Regions from separate parts of the Mus musculus genome. Here region 2 is linked to region 1. A link is a contact called in public HiChIP or PLAC-seq data. All regions are on one chromosome and are shown on one strand. The core of a region is the stretch at or near the end of the contact, and the rest is flanking DNA. Distances in the headings are between cores, read along the strand shown. Region 1 holds the start of Srrd (SRR1 domain containing). Region 2 holds the start of Ficd (FIC domain containing).

Region 1 (3,296 bases), core at 470-2,969:
CCTGGTTTGCCAAGGGATGGTCTGGGTGTGTTCTACTACTTTGGCATGGCAGAGATGCAGTTCAATAAATAAAGTCCTCAGACTTTCCCTTTATGATGGGAGTGTCCTCTCAAGACTGGAGAGTAGCAGGGGGAAATGAATGAGCTACTCAGCAGGAACTCAATAGCTTCCCCACTATAAATAACGGTAAAAAGAAGGTCAAAGAGGAAGTCCAAGGGTCTGGTCAGCTGGTTTCCACAGCCTAAGGCAGAACAATCAACAGTGAATTTAAGTATGCCAGAGGCAATGTTTAGGGACAAAGAGGAGAGAAACTGCCCCCAGGCGACCTACATTCTTCTAAGGAAAGAAGTGCCCGATAAATCAAAGTACTCTGTAATATTCTAAGTAGCCCTGAATCAGATTCTCTATGCTCAGGAGTGATAACCACACCCCTGGAAGGATGCTGGGAGAAGCAGGGCATTCTGGGAGATTCTGAAGCAGCTGAGGAAACAATGACTATCTGGTGTGCGCCTTGAAGAGTTCAGGTCCTAGACACCTATGTCTCACTAATCTCGAGACTTTAAGGCACTGCTTGCTTCTATCTGTCCTCTCAGCTGCACCGCCAGTAATTTATGTTCAGAGGTAACTTCTGGGTCACCAATGCTTTTTAAGTGTAACTTGCCCCCCTCATCACAGCCCTTCTGACCCATACAAAATGCTACCAACATTTCTAACTTAGCCCTGTAAGACCAAAACTAGAAAAGGCAAGAACACGGTGTAGCCTGTGTATGGTGGGCACCGTCTATGTGCCCTGTAAGAAGGTACAGACCAAGTGCTGGGGAGATGGATGTAACATAATAGAGTACATGATAATGATTAGGTGGAAGCATGGGGTTTGAAGTCACCAAGGCCTGGGCCTGAAACAATGATCTTTGTATGTCTCTCGGAGTGCCCAGGATTCCAGTGAGCCTGTGAAATACATAGGCTGCAAAAGTCTGCGCACACAGCTGCTGCTCAGTAAACCATTGATGCAAATGTTGACATCTGTGTTTGCTGCAACCTCGATTTACAATACGGATAATAACCAATGTGGTGTGTGGCCCACAGCAAAGACGGGATATCCTCCAATTCAGGGCTGCTGGGCTAGCCTAAGCTATAGTACAAGATCCCGCCTCCAAATCCAGAGCTGATGATTTATAGGGTAAAGGTTCTTGCCACCAAGCCTCACATTTGAGTTTGATTGTCCTAACCTATGCAGTGAAAGCAGAGGTCTTCTGAGCACCTTCTGACACCCTCCTCCCCCACCTCGAGCTTGGGTGCCAGGGAGTGCTCTACAGTCACATCACACAATCCTCTGAGCATCCCTACGTAATGCTTAAACCCCCATCTCAAAGGTGGCAGACAGGGACACAGGATGATAAACTGCCGCAGCCGCAGCGAATGGGAATGGCAGCTTTACTGAGAGCTTGCTACAGTGACACCGGAGGGAGAACTCAGCCTTTCCCAGCGGGTTGGCACACCCATTTCCAGGTTAGGGACACTGAGGCTGGAGTTGCCTCTCGGCGCTGCACTCACTCGGCCTCCCGCAGGCGGCGTAGCACCGCTTCGCCGTCCGCCTCCGGCTCGGCCCGGGGCCCCTCGCCCGGCCGCGGTCGCCTTCCCGCCGCGCGCTTCCTCCTCCGCGGAGCCACCGCGCTCCAGGGCTCGAGAGCCGCCGCCGCCATGCTCTGACGTCAGCAGAGTGCGCCAGAGCGGCCGCCGTGCCGCCGACGTCACAGGCTGCGTCACACCTCACGTCATCGCCAAGCCCCCACCGGCGGGAGGTGGGTCCGCGCGTGATCGCGGGGCTGCCGGGCGGGCGCAGGTATCGGGGGTTTTCCCGCGGGCGGCCAGACAGAGCCCGGGGTCCCGGTGGGCGGGCGGGCGGGCGAGCCTGATCCACGCGATCGGGCCGCAGGGTTCGGGGCTCCTGACCAGCGAGGGACTTCCCTCCGTCCCCGCGCGCACCCGCACTGTCCCCCTGCCTGTACTCTTAGGGTGTCATGGCCTCTTTAGGTCCCTTACACAATCACTGACCTCATCGGGACCTTTGAGAACTCGCTGTTAGGTCCTCCGAGCAGGCCTCAGGGAATGGGAGGGGTGGTTCCAGGAACAGAGATGCCCTGCACAGTGTGCTCGCCCTGTGTTTGCTGCAGAACGAGGTGTGTGTAGTTGAGGTGACTGATATTTAAGAGGCCTTTTCGGGTTCGTGGGGGATGCCCCTCGGGCACTTCCTTCTTCCTAAGAGAGTTTACTCGCTTTTAAGAGAGGGTCCTGCTTTGTAGCCATAGCTTGCCTGGAACTCAGCAATCTGCCTGTCTATTTCCAGTGCGCTGGGATAAAAGGCCTAAACTACCATGCCTGGCTCCCTCCCTAAGAGACTTCAACGTACTATTTCCACAGGTGGCAGATTGTGGCCAGCTTTAGAGATCCTGTCCTTGAAGGAATTAACCAGAAAAGTGGGATTAAGACTATAGTCTTAATGAAGCCAGGTGGTGGTGGCGCACACTTTTAACCCCAGCACTTGGGAGGCAGAGACAGCCTGAGTCTACAGAGTGAGTTCCAGGACAGCCAGGGCTATACAGAGAAACCCTGTCTCGAAAAAACAAACAAACAAATAAACAAAACAAAACAAAGACTATAGATGAAAATGACGGAAGGCTTGTCAAGGAAAAGGATTAAATTATTTTTGTGTTTCCTCCCAGTGTTATCCACACAGTGAAATAAGACTGTCAGAAAATTTCAGCCTCGTGGATAGTAATTTTAATGCCTGTACCACCTGTTTCTGGACAGTTCTCTTGGAGGAGCGAAGAATCAGAGTGAGGCCAAGACTCTTTTCTGGCAGAGTATTCCATGATACACTGAGTTGTCTTCCCCTCTGTCAAAGTTCTCTCTTGCACTCTGAAGGGCTGCGCACATTCTGATTAGGCTCCTGAGTGCCAGTTCCTTAATTTTGGGACCATTTGACTGGTGTGGTCCCTTACACCCAGTACCTTCTACACTCGTCGTCTGGTTTCCCTTCTGCAAAGCTATTTTCTGCTGAAAAAAAAAAAAAGGCCTTTGAAGTATCTGCTACCCGAACTCTTTTTATTCTAAAACACAAGCTCTGAAGGCTGCTTTGAAACCAAGTGTTTATTGAACCTTGTGGGTCACATGAGTGGTCACAGGTTTCTGAAAGAATTGATTCTTTGTTTTTCCTCAGAGCTGAGATACTGGTGTGTGTGTGTGTGTGTGACCTGGGAACTTTGGACCTTTTGAAGAAACTCACTGGATGGCTT
Region 2 (3,296 bases), core at 441-2,940, 1.4 Mb after region 1:
ACACCCAGCCTCGTGCAACTGAGCAACTACCGGATCCTTGGACTTCCCACTCACAGCTGACTATTGTTGGAGAGTTGGGCTACAGACTGTAAGTCATCATAACAAATTCCCTTACTATATAGAGACTACCGAAAAGTTCTGTGACTCTAGAGAACCCTGACTAACATACTACATTATAAAATTATATTTAAACATAGTTTCCTCATGCTGTGGTGACCCCCAACTATAAAATTATTTCATTACTACTTCATAGCCATACGCTTGCTACTGTGATGAATCGTAATGTAATGTAAATAGCTAATATGAGAGCCCTGTGGGGTCATGGCCCACAGGTTGAGAATCACCGCACTAGCGTTATCTGGAGGGAAAGGAACTTCAATTGAGAACAATGTTTCCATAAGATCCAACTGTAGGGCATTTTCTTAATTAATGATTGATGGGGGAAGGCCCCGCCCATTGTGGGTGGAGCCATCCCTGGGCTGGTCAGGGGGTTCTATAAGAAAGCAGGCTGAAACCGGATTTGGTGGTATATGCCTCTAATCCCAGCACTCAGAAGGCAGAGGCAGAGGCGGGAGGTTGGGGCTAGCCTGGCCTATACAGTGAGTCCCAGACCAATTTAAGCTACCTGCAGGTGACAGATCAGTAAAGTAGATTGACACCACCAAGTCAGTCTGCTAGTGGCAGAGCTGGGATGCGAACCCAGGGCTGTGTGGCTCCATGAAAAGAGTCCCAAATCCAGAACCTGAGGGCTAAGGCAGGTAGGAGCCAAACTTGGTGACCTGCGTTCAATCCACAAACCCATATGGTAGAAGGAGAAAGCCCAGGTTTGCAAACTGATCTCTGTGCACGTGCGCGCACACGAACTTTTTTTTTTTTTTTTAATTAAGAGATGTGAGCTGTTGTCCCATTCTGCCGTTGAGAAAACTGATCCAAGATCACAAGAGACTGAGGGCAAAAATCTGAATCTGTGGGCCGTCTGACTCCAGAGTGTGCCCAGTAACCTCTCAAAGCAGGCCCTGGGAGCTTCCGGTTCAATATTTGTGGGTTGAGATGGGAGCCCTGCCCTCTGCACCAAAGAAAACTTAATTTGGTAAACAAAAAGCCATAGCCAGCCGCTCCAGAGAATGCAAACTAAAAAAGGTCAGGAGGGCATGTTGGCTCAAAATGACCCGGGTTGAATACTAAGCCAGCTCGGGCTACACAGTAAGTCCCGACCAACCTGGGCTACACCGTGAATTAATTCCTAGCCAGGCCTGGTCTACACGGTGCGAAGCCATCTCAAAAACAAAAGTAGATTAGAGAGGACAAGAAAGGGGGTAAAGAAAAGGGACAAACGGTGAAACCGGGACTAAGAAGTGGGAAACGTTTGGTGATGTGGCTACTGCCATTGCACACCAGAGAAACTGAAGCACACAGAGCCTAGGTGGAGGCCCAGGAAGGTAGCAGATGCTGGGACGGGAAAACAGGACGCAAATGCTCGCCCTAGCCGGTGGCCTCGACCCCGCCCCATGCACACAAGCGACAGCCAATGGAAGCGGCACACGGCGCGCCTTTCCCGGGGGGATGCTCTAGCTAGCTCTAGAACCCGGAAGCGCGGCGGATGGACAAGTCGAGACAGCCAATCCGCCGCGGCAAGGGCGGCCGTCCGTCCAATGGCGAGGCGACGGGAGCGGGGCGAGGTGGTGGGGGCGGGGCCTGCGACCGCGGCTGCGGGGAACGGCCGCGCGGGTTTGGATGCTGGAGGCGGGCACGAGCCCTGGGCCGGTTCGTAGCGGGAGCTCGCGGCAGCCTCATTCCACCCCCCACCCCACCCCCCGCTTCGGGAGTAAGCCGAAGTCTGCTGGGCTCGAGCCGCTGCACAGGCCGCGCGAAGTGATGACGTGGCGGGTCAGGCCCCGGAGCTCCGGCGCCGCCTGTCAGAACGGCGTCATCCCTCATCTGTAAACCGGGAGCTACAGGTAGCTTGCTCGCTCTTCGCAAGGGGGCTGACAGCGTGCAAGGCTGGCCGGCAGCGCAGTGTCCGGCACACCATAGTTGCCCAATAAATGCTTATTGTTGGCAAGATGGCATTTGCATACCTGATCCCTCGCTCCCCCCCCCCATCCCCCGCCAGCCCCCAAGCTTGTGTTCGCCCTCGCTGAGGTAGGGCATCATCACCCACTGTTGTTGGCCAGGCCTTGGGTTTCCCTGTCTATGATGGACAAGCCAGGGAAGGAAGGGCAGAAGGGACACAACATTGGTCACCGAGGCTGTCGGTATTCATATGGTAACATCAGGACACCAGACATTTGTCCTTATCGAAGATTGTGGTGTGTGTCCAGGGGCGTATGCAGGAGTTACAGCCCAAACACTAGGTGTCCTGTGGCAATAGTCGCTTGTGGTGGACTAGTGGACTAAGAGGGGGGCTGAAAAGTCCCCGACTTCACTTTTCTGAGTTCTGATTGCATCTCCTCTGGGGAGGGCGGTGTGGAAACATCACCTCCTGGGGTTGTAGGCTGAGATTATGAAAGTTAATATATATAAATGCATTAGAGTCCTATCACTCTACCCCGGAGGAGCTATGGGTTAGGATGAATCTTCCCAGGCTGGCCCTGCACCATGAGACCCCTCCCCCATTTCCGTGGTCCCTAATGAATTAGAAAGTGTGACGATTCTGTGTCTGGTCTCTCCATCTGGGAACGGGTCCACTCCCACTGCCTCATTCTTTTACAATGCTTGGTTCCTTGCAGGGTCCAGCTTTTCCTCTGTGTCGAGTGCTCTGGGCCCAGCCCTCAGTCCAGATGATACTCATGCCAATGGCGTCGGTGGTGGCAGTGGCCGAACCCAAATGGGTCTCCGTCTGGGGCCGTTTCCTGTGGATGGCGCTGCTGAGCATGGCTCTGGGGTCGCTGCTGGCTCTGCTGCTGCCGCTGGGAGTTGTGGAAGAGCATTGCCTGGCTGTGCTCAGAGGTTTCCACCTGCTCAGGAGCAAACTGGACAGGGCACAGCCTGTGGTCCCCAAGTGCACCAGCCTATGCACAGAGCTCAGTGTCTCCTCCAGGGATGCAGGGCTGCTGACAGTCAAGACTACGGCGTCTCCAGGTGAGTGTGCTGGCCAACTTGGTTGGCCTTGTCAGTTTGTGTGTGTGTAAGCATGAGGGCGTCCCAGTGAATGAGACAGTCCGGAACTCCAGTCTGATGAGTGACTGAGAACGGGTGTCCCAGCATTTGGAGGGAGACACACAAAGGGTGGGCCCTGAGCTGCACCTCAGATCTACATGGGGGTGGTTCAAGGAAGAGCACCTGAGAACAGTGCT

Evidence for each region. HiChIP or PLAC-seq counts read pairs in DNA pulled down with a chosen protein or histone mark.
Region 2: an H3K27ac HiChIP or PLAC-seq map of thymic regulatory T cells shows a contact between it and region 1, with 9 times the contacts expected there. The contact joins the promoter of Ficd here to the promoter of Srrd in region 1. A contact is called at or near these places in 1 of 39 promoter capture datasets (the 3T3-L1 cell line), 4 of 484 Hi-C or Micro-C datasets (the G1E-ER4 cell line and the HL-1 cell line) and 4 of 115 datasets of contacts at active chromatin or transcription factors (the SCID.adh cell line, astrocytes, pancreatic cancer cells and 1 more).

What each region holds. Positions count from the first base shown.
Region 1 is chr5:112,341,321-112,344,616 of GRCm38.p6, forward strand. It overlaps Srrd (SRR1 domain containing), which reads right to left and starts at 1,720. Exons shown (of 7, transcript NM_001359388.1): 1 at 1,555-1,720. The coding sequence starts at 1,703. It overlaps Hps4 (HPS4, biogenesis of lysosomal organelles complex 3 subunit 2), which reads left to right and starts at 1,775. Exons shown (of 14, transcript NM_001359853.1): 1 at 1,775-1,843; 2 at 2,724-3,296.
Region 2 is chr5:113,734,092-113,737,387 of GRCm38.p6, forward strand. Ficd (FIC domain containing) reads left to right here and starts at 1,691. Exons shown (of 3, transcript NM_001010825.3): 1 at 1,691-1,958; 2 at 2,730-3,081. The coding sequence starts at 2,781.